Linked DNA regions of Arachis hypogaea: region 1 is linked to region 2. A link is a contact called in public Hi-C data. All regions are on one chromosome and are shown on one strand. Each heading gives the region's core, a stretch centred on a gene start, on an enhancer-like site or on the middle of the called end of the contact. The rest is flanking DNA. Distances are from core to core; before and after follow the strand shown.

Region 1 (4,451 bases), core at 780-3,279, 45 kb after region 2:
ATGTAATTGTTTTACATGTGGTAAACATTGCAATTTTCACTTTCTAAGTCATTTTACATGGCATCAAAGATTTTTTACTAAAATATATAAAGTTCAACTCTTGTTAACAAATGGTAATATGTACGAGTTTCTTACATGAAATTTATAGGAGTTTCTTACATGAAACATTTATTATATATGTCACACTTTATTAGGAGTTTTTAATTATGTTAATGATGGGCTAATATTGAGTGATTCAAATAAAACGTTTGGGACACAATAGAATAAAAAATAGTTTGAGACAAGATTACTATATACTCCTAATAACATTTGGAATATAAGTAATAGTTTACCCTGTATTTTTTATATATTTTTTCATAATATCTTCCTCACATTTCTCTGTATAGTTATCAATTTTTTCAAAAGTTGTCACATTTCCCTTTTAAACTACCACATTTTTCCTCAAAATTTTTAATATTTCTAAATAAAAAGGGCATGCATAAATCTTTAAATATAAATGGTAACAAAAGATCTAGAGATTAGAAATGAATTGTTTTCGGAGAATAATTAACAATATTTTTTCTTTTAAATTTTTTTTTCTCTTATTCTTCTCATTTATTACTTTATTGAGTAATTATTAGTTAAAGAAAGAGTTAATAGTCAAAATCCTGAAAGATATCCAATTTTCATTTTCGTCTTCAAAAGATAAAATTAATCGAATTTGTCCCCCAAAAATTCTACCTGATTACGTTCGTCCTTTCGTCATCTCCTTTGTTGAGTTGGCAAAAATCTGCTAACGTATATTATTAACTACCAACATGGCAGACAATCAAAACGACGCAATTTTGGTATAAGGCTCTCCTAACCTTGAAACATCACCGTTTAGTCTTCAGAAGAGAGATTCAAATGTTGCAAAGCCTTACCCCATCATCATCTCCTTTTTTTTCTTTCGTGAAAATTCAAACCTTATCCAACCCTTTTCTTTTCCATTTCCAATTTCATTTCAAATTGACCTCGCCTTCACGCACCTTCCATTAGATCCCCAAATTCCCATCTCGCAAAATCTCCACTTTTTCCCTATTTAAAGGAAACCATCAACCATGCTCGATCCAATGACTTTTTGAATTCCTTGCTTTCTCTCGAAGCTCTCCTTCATCTATCTTTGGATTTTAAATTCTCTCACTTGGGTCGATGAATAACATGCCACAATAGTATTCGAAAGTTAAAAGGTGTTTTTTTTTTTCATTTTTGGGTTTAACTCTATGTTTGAAGAGGGCAGAGAGAAAGGGAGTGACTGGCTGGTTAATGGAAATGGGTCCGAAATTGGAAGGACCGTCTACCCCAATAAATCGACGTGACCCATATGAGGTGTTGTTTGTGTCAAGGGACTCTTCTGATCAAGAAATTAAAATTGCTTATAGAAAGATAACTCTGAAGTACGTTTGAATCTCTCTTCTAAAGACTAAACGGCCACGTTTTAAGGTTAGGAGAGCCTTGTACCAAAACTGCGTCGTTTTGATTGTCTGTCATATTGGCAGTTAACGATACACGTCAGTAGACGTTTGCCAACTCAGTGAAAGAGATGACAGAAAAACGAACGTGATCAAGTAGGATATCTTTGGGGGACGAATTCGATTAATTTTCTCTTTTGAAGACGAAAATGAAAATCAAAATATCTTTTAGGAACGATTTTAACTATTAACTCGTTAAAGAAAAGTTAATTTATTAGTAAAACAGGTAAAAGAATAAGTGTATATATAGCAAGCTCTTTGCAATAGCATACATAGTTGTACAAGCTTATGCGGAAAAAAATATCAAATGACTCATCTATATAAAATATATAATAAAATATAAAATATATTAAAAATAAATTAAATAATACATATATTTATATACAAATATAAAATAATTAATTTAGTAATTAATTTTTAATATATACATAATATTTTTATAATAAATAGTACCAGTGTTAATTTGTGGTCCACAAAATTATGGCTTATAGGTGTTGCTTTACATCGGCTATATATAATTTTCTTTTAGTTTTAACTTTATGAAATCCAATTACGACGGTACATACAAAAGATATTTAAAAGCAAGTATGTAACTATATAAGTATTAACCTTAATTAAATTACTTTTTCTTTTTATTGTTGTAGATGTGTTTGATTTCTATCTCAAAGAAACAAACAATTTCAACGAACATCAATCTTCAATTAGCATCGATGGAATTTTATCACTATATGAAGCCTCATTTCATTTAGTAGAAGAAGAAACTATATTAGATGATGCAAAAAAATATAGTTCAAAGATTCTCAAAGAATATGTAAAAAGAAATGATGGTAGCTATATATCCCTCTTAATCAATCATTCATTGGAGTATCCATTACATTGGAGGGTGACAAGATGGGAGGCCCATTGGTTCATCAACACATATGAAAAAAGTCACAATTTGAATCCTACATTTCTTCAGTTTGCTAAATTAGATTTCAACATTGTTCAAAGCATTCACCAAGAAGAGTTGAAGGATATGTCAAGGTAATAACAAGATATCATGAATTTAGAAAAACACATGAATACTATTTTATTTATATTTCTATTATTATATATTTTTTTAAAATAGTTATTATTTGTTATCATATATAAAATTTTAAAAGTTAGGGATCAATTTGTCATTTTCTCTTAATTAAAAAAGAGACAAATAGATCCTTGACCTTTTGATTCGTAAACATTTAAATTTACGAAGATTTAAAAATATATTTAAGTCGCTGCCTTTTTAAAATCTAGACATTGATCTCTAGATCTTATGTTCATTTGGGTCTGTCAGGCTTAACAGAAAAATCAAACGTGATTCCCATTGTACTGACCTGGTTGATACGGATGCACACAGACAGTGAGAAAGTTTTTAAAATTGGAAAAATTAAACTTAGGGATTGATATGTCTAGATTTTGAAGAAGTCAGGGACTTAAATATTTTTTTAATTCCTTAGGGACTTAAATATCTGCAAACTGAAAAGTCAGAGATCGATTTATCATTTTTTCTTAATTTTATTATTTCTCAAGTATAAATTATGATCATTATTTGAAATTAGTTTAACAATTGGTATATGATATTGTGTACTAACCCTAATTATTTTTTATTGTATCTTAATTAGGTGGTGGAAAAAAACCTACTTAGCAGAGAAGTTAAGTTTTGCAAGAGATAGGTTGATGGAAAACTTCTTTTGGACCGTGGGAATAAATTTTAATCCAGAATTTGGTTTTTTTAGAAGAGCTATAACAAAGGTCAATTGCTTCATAAATACAATAGATGATATGTATGAGACCTTTGGCACTTTAGAAGATTTAGAGCTATTTACCAAAGCTATTGAAAAGTAAGCATTATTATTGTTATTATTTTTGCTATATGATATTTATTTATCTTATACAAAATTCTTATTAATTCATAAATTTTCGTTCATGAATTCTAGATGGGATCTAAGTTTTGGTATGGACAATCTTCCATACTACATGAAAATTTGCTTCCTTGCACTCAATAACTTTGTTAATGAAGTAGCTTTCGAAAGCCTACAAAATAATGAAGTTTATATTGTTCCTTTTCTTAGAAAATCGGTAAGTAATTATTTAATTTTTGCACAGTAATTATCTAATCCAATTGCTGAATCGCCTATATTATCTTAACTATTATTAGGCATATGTAATAATTTCATAAAATTTGAACATTATCAATAGGATTGTAACCCAATATTTTAAAACCAAATCCTCTATCAAAATAAAGTTTTATGATGAAATAGCAAATTAGTTTCAAGTTTTATTAAAATTTATACCATTTATTTATATGGCGAAATTTCTTAATTCGACGGTTGGATTAGGGAAATTCAACATCTATTAAATGAAAAAAAGCTCGATAAATAATTATGACATACATAACTTCTAGTCTTCTATTTTGCAAGTTCTTAATTAAAATCTACTTAATATCATTTTGAACTCACTTTTTCAATTTTTTTCCGCTTTTAATTTTTTTTTCAGTGGGCAGATTTATGTAAGGCATATTTTGTTGAGGCAAAGTGGTACTATAGTGGTTATATACCAACTCTTGAAGAGTACTTGGAGAATGGTTGGAGATCTTCAGGCTCACATGTTATTTTCCTTCATGCTTATTTCACAATTCCAAATGTATTAAAAATGGAGCAATTGGATTCCTTAAAAGAATATCCCAACATATTTCGTCTTGCATCAATATTTTGCCGCCTTGTTAATGACCTTGGTACATATAAGGTACGGAAACAAAAATATATACTTCTATTGACATGTGACAACTTATATATTCTCTTCTTCTTTTCTCCTTAATTATTAAAGATGATTATTCATTGGAATAAAAAAACTATTTCTTAAAGAAACAACATTATCTTCTGTTTTACTTGTTAAACATTTTTGGTTTTGAAATTTTTTAAGATTTATTTTAGAAGTTTAATG
Region 2 (4,104 bases), core at 1,266-3,765:
AATCAGAAAAGAGAAGTCGGACTTCAACTCAAAAAAACAGAGTCTCATACATCCATAACCAGTCAGGGATATTACTAGCATGCTCATTAATATGGCACAAACGATCTGCTAGTCTAAGGACCGAAAAGATATAAAAATTGCTCAAGTCGAAATTAAAGATAATTCTGGCTTCTCGCAAGTTCTCAAGCCCCTCTTCAAGCTTACTGTTTATATGAGGAACTGGGTAGGTCGGGGCCTCGGACGACTAGCGGTACCACCACGTTCACGAGCTGCTATAACCTTTTTTCCTTGGCATCTCGGAAAAAATCTACAAGGGCACCACCACTATGTTACTCAGGATTGGAAAACTCTAAAATCTACCCATGAAGTTAAAAAATTCACCATAGTTCTGGAAAATCCAGAAAGGTGTTGGTAGAATAGGGCAAAATGAAATGTAAAAATCATTGCTATCGAGTTAGGAAAACCTAAGATAGTGGTACCCCTACTATATTAACTTAATCAAACGTGGCAAATGTAAAAACCAAAATCACATAAAGAAATACATGGAGCAATAACTAGAATCATGGAAGAAATGAATGGGGCAATGAAGAAAAGCGTAATGCAAAACCCAAAAGTAAGAAACACTAACAAATTGGTTCAAAAAGAAGGAAGGAGGCAAAAAGAACCTTAGAACCTTACCAAAATTTGCAAAGTGTTTCGCGTAGAAAAATAGTTACAGAAAGCTAGCCTTTCTTCTTTGAAATGGTAGCAAAAAGAAGGAAGGGAAAGAAGAACGAAAGAGAGAAGCCTCCTTGAAGAGAGGAAATGTTTTGAAAAGTAAAGTTAGAGTAAAGATTGTTTAATTAGAAATTAATGTGACATTGATTGATAGAGAGAGAATTCATAAATAGCCTGACGTTTCGTAAACCAAGAAAAGTTACAATCACACAAAGAAGGTTAAAGGAAACTAAACAGTTTCCTTAGAATTTTGGCGCCTAAGAAATTAAGGACTCACTTAGATCTGACCTCATAAACTCGGATACTCTTGACAAAATCATAAAGTCAAGGGACTCAAGTTGGGGTACTGTTCTAGACAAATTATGATATATGAAATAACAACTAAATGTAGGGGTGAGAGCACGGGTCGGGTTGGTTCAGGTTTAAGGTGAAATTAGAACCGAACCAATTTTGTAATTGGTTTGGTTTGGTTTGGATTTGTGCTTTTTGTGTGTACCGAACCAAACCAAACCGATTAAAAATGGATTGGTTCGTTTCGGATAATTGGGTACCCGATAAAACAGAAATTCATAAAAAAAAGCAAAATCTTTATCTTAAAAATTCTGTAAGTACAACAAACATGTAACATTAATAGAAATAATCCAAACATGTTAAACACCAAATACATTAAAAATTAAACGCATTAAAATCCAAACATATTAATCACTAAAGACATTAAAATCCAAACATATTAAAAGGCATATATATTTTTTAAATTTTTTTTATTTAATTAATATATGGTCGGGTCTACGGATTGATTCGGGTTCCGCATATCAGAATTGTTACCCGTTGGTTTCAGAACCAATTTAATTGGTTCGATTCAAATTCAGACGGGTAATCGAATATCCGCAACCCCTGCTCACCCCTAACTAAGCAACCCCTGCTCACCCCTAACTAAATGAGAATCTGGGATTATAAGATAACGTCAAGTACAACATAATAGCTACACTACCAAGTCATGAAACAACCAAATCATGGCATTAAGAGCATGTTATAAAGGCAATAAATGTCCAAAAAAAAAAAACGGTCATTCCGAATTAAAGGGATAAAAGGAGAAGGAATTCAATAAGTAAACTCTGAATCATAAAACATCTAAACACATTGTTAACTTAAGTATTAGAGTGTCTTGCAAGTTGTCTCTCTCTTTTCAACCTGATTCTATTTTCACCGAAGTTAGAACTCATCAGTTCGTGATCTTTACATTTGGTTTGACCAGTATTATTTTAAATTTTATTAGTTTTTAATATATAATTTTTATTTTATCAAAGAAAAATTTTAAAATATTCAATAAATATTTGTTTAATAATATTATATAAAGAATTTACAAATTACAATTTTTAAAATTTTAATCTTTTAAATTAAATTTCAAGTAATTATATTTTTTCGTTTTATATTTAAAAAATTTGATAATTTCTCATCATTTTAATTTTTTGTCTGTAATTTGTAATAAACTTTTTAATAACACGTAGAACCTGCTGGACAGCAAGGACTCTGACGTAAGAGTCTTTACATCATTGCGTGCAAAATAAATAGAAAGAATTTTAAGTGTATCAAAAATATTTATGATCCAATTATTTTAATTATTAATTTGAATTATAAAAAATATATAATATATATTAATTAAAATTAATGGATAAAACAATTGAAACATCGGTATTTTTGGTACACTTAAAATTTTTTCAAATGAATAATCATGTAATTAATAATCATGCATGTTGTGGTCAATGTAGCGGTGCCAGAACCAGAAAGCATCTTATCTTCGCATGAATTATTTGCCGAATGTCGTGGTCACAACCAGGCAACGAGCCCACATGTCACATGTGAATGGATTTTATTTAATTTCTCCACGTTATTTTTTATATTAAAAGTGATTGATAACAAAATAAGAGAAGATAAAAACTTCTTTTATAACATAAAAAAGATGTACAAGAAAAAAATATATAAAAAGTGGCATAAATATTATTTTTATTTCAGCGTGAAAATAAGAAGAGTGGATACTTTAAATTAATCTTTAATAATCTTATATTGGAAAAAACTCTGATGAAAAATATTTAGTTAATAGATATATTATATTTCATAAGATTAAACAAATTAATTAATAAAGTAAATAAATATACTAGTTTTTTATCTTTAAAATTTTAAATGATTTAATCTTTCAACTGTGTTATTTTAATTTTTGTAGAAAAATTTAAAAATTATTTATTATTTTATTTCTAAACATGATAGAGACTAATTTATTATTTTATTTCATCATGTCTCCAATATTGTACAAAATCAAAGACTAAATTGTTGAATGCGTTTTGTTTAAGACAAATATTTCCAATACAAAAATTGAGATCAATCTAGAGATTTATTATATTACTGAAATAAGAATTTTTTGGCATCAGAAAAGAAAGACAGTAGCTTGTATTATGTAACACTTTAGAAAAATAGAAATACGCACAAATAAAAATAATAGTTGCATCTCATATGGATCTTATTTTAATTTATAATATGAAAATGACTTAAATAAGTTTATAACTATTATAAAATATATAACTTATTTTTAGTCTAACCAAATTTTTGAAATTGTGTATTTTTAATTAGCACATACATTATTGAAAATTATAACAACTTATAATATAAAATAAAAAACTTAAATTGTGAAAAATTACGACGATTCTAAATTATAATAAAATGATGATAGGGAATCACTACAAGAAATTCGTGAAATAGCAACCAAAATTCGTTCCAAAAAACCGTTCATTATATTCAACGTACGTGTTCCATTCAATATGCACTTTGGTTGAATGCAAAAGCATCCCCCGTCGTTATGCCATTAATTATATATCTGAACAAGATGCATGAATCCTATTTATTATTATAAATATTATATCACCAATAATATTGTTGAATCCCTACACTAAAAAATAATTTTAGTGACAATAATATTATGATTATTATTTTGTGACAATTTTAATTTATTATTATTATTATTATTATTATTATTATTATTATTATTATTATTATTATTTTATGTGTCATAAGCTATAGGACTTTCATAATTATTGAAAAATTGCCGCTAAATATTTTTTAGTGACAAAATATATAGCAACTAATGTCTAATTACCGGTAATGTATTAACGATTATTTTTATTATAATTAAAAATTGCATAAATTGTCACTAAAATGATTTTTCTCGTAGAGAATAATTTCAACTATCTTATGGATTAGAAAGGACATTGATTGAAGTACTCAACAACCCAAAGCAAGGCTACATCAAACGTCAAAAGAAAAATAATTTCTCTCTGAAACTAAAAATAATCATTTTAACATCAAAATATTCTTTAGATCACAAGCACCTACTAA

The links. A called contact is a pair of places that touch in the nucleus more often than the background predicts.
Region 1: a Hi-C map of leaf shows a contact between it and region 2, with 1.9 times the contacts expected there. The contact joins the promoter of LOC112701625 here to the enhancer-like site in region 2. A contact is called at or near these places in 2 of 8 Hi-C or Micro-C datasets (leaf and an unstated tissue).

What each region holds. Positions count from the first base shown.
Region 1 is chr7:77,018,508-77,022,958 of arahy.Tifrunner.gnm2.J5K5, forward strand. LOC112701625 (terpene synthase 10-like) reads left to right here and starts at 2,030. Exons shown (of 6, transcript XM_025752365.2): 1 at 2,030-2,048; 2 at 2,135-2,513; 3 at 3,131-3,349; 4 at 3,446-3,587; 5 at 4,005-4,253. The coding sequence starts at 2,030.
Region 2 is chr7:76,973,061-76,977,164 of arahy.Tifrunner.gnm2.J5K5, forward strand. No RefSeq gene overlaps it. Among protein-coding and RNA genes, the nearest start is that of LOC112704435, 9.6 kb to the left of the region's middle. Within about 2 kb of position 2,516, at least 1 of the 3 cell types and tissues checked has open chromatin away from gene starts, as enhancers often do.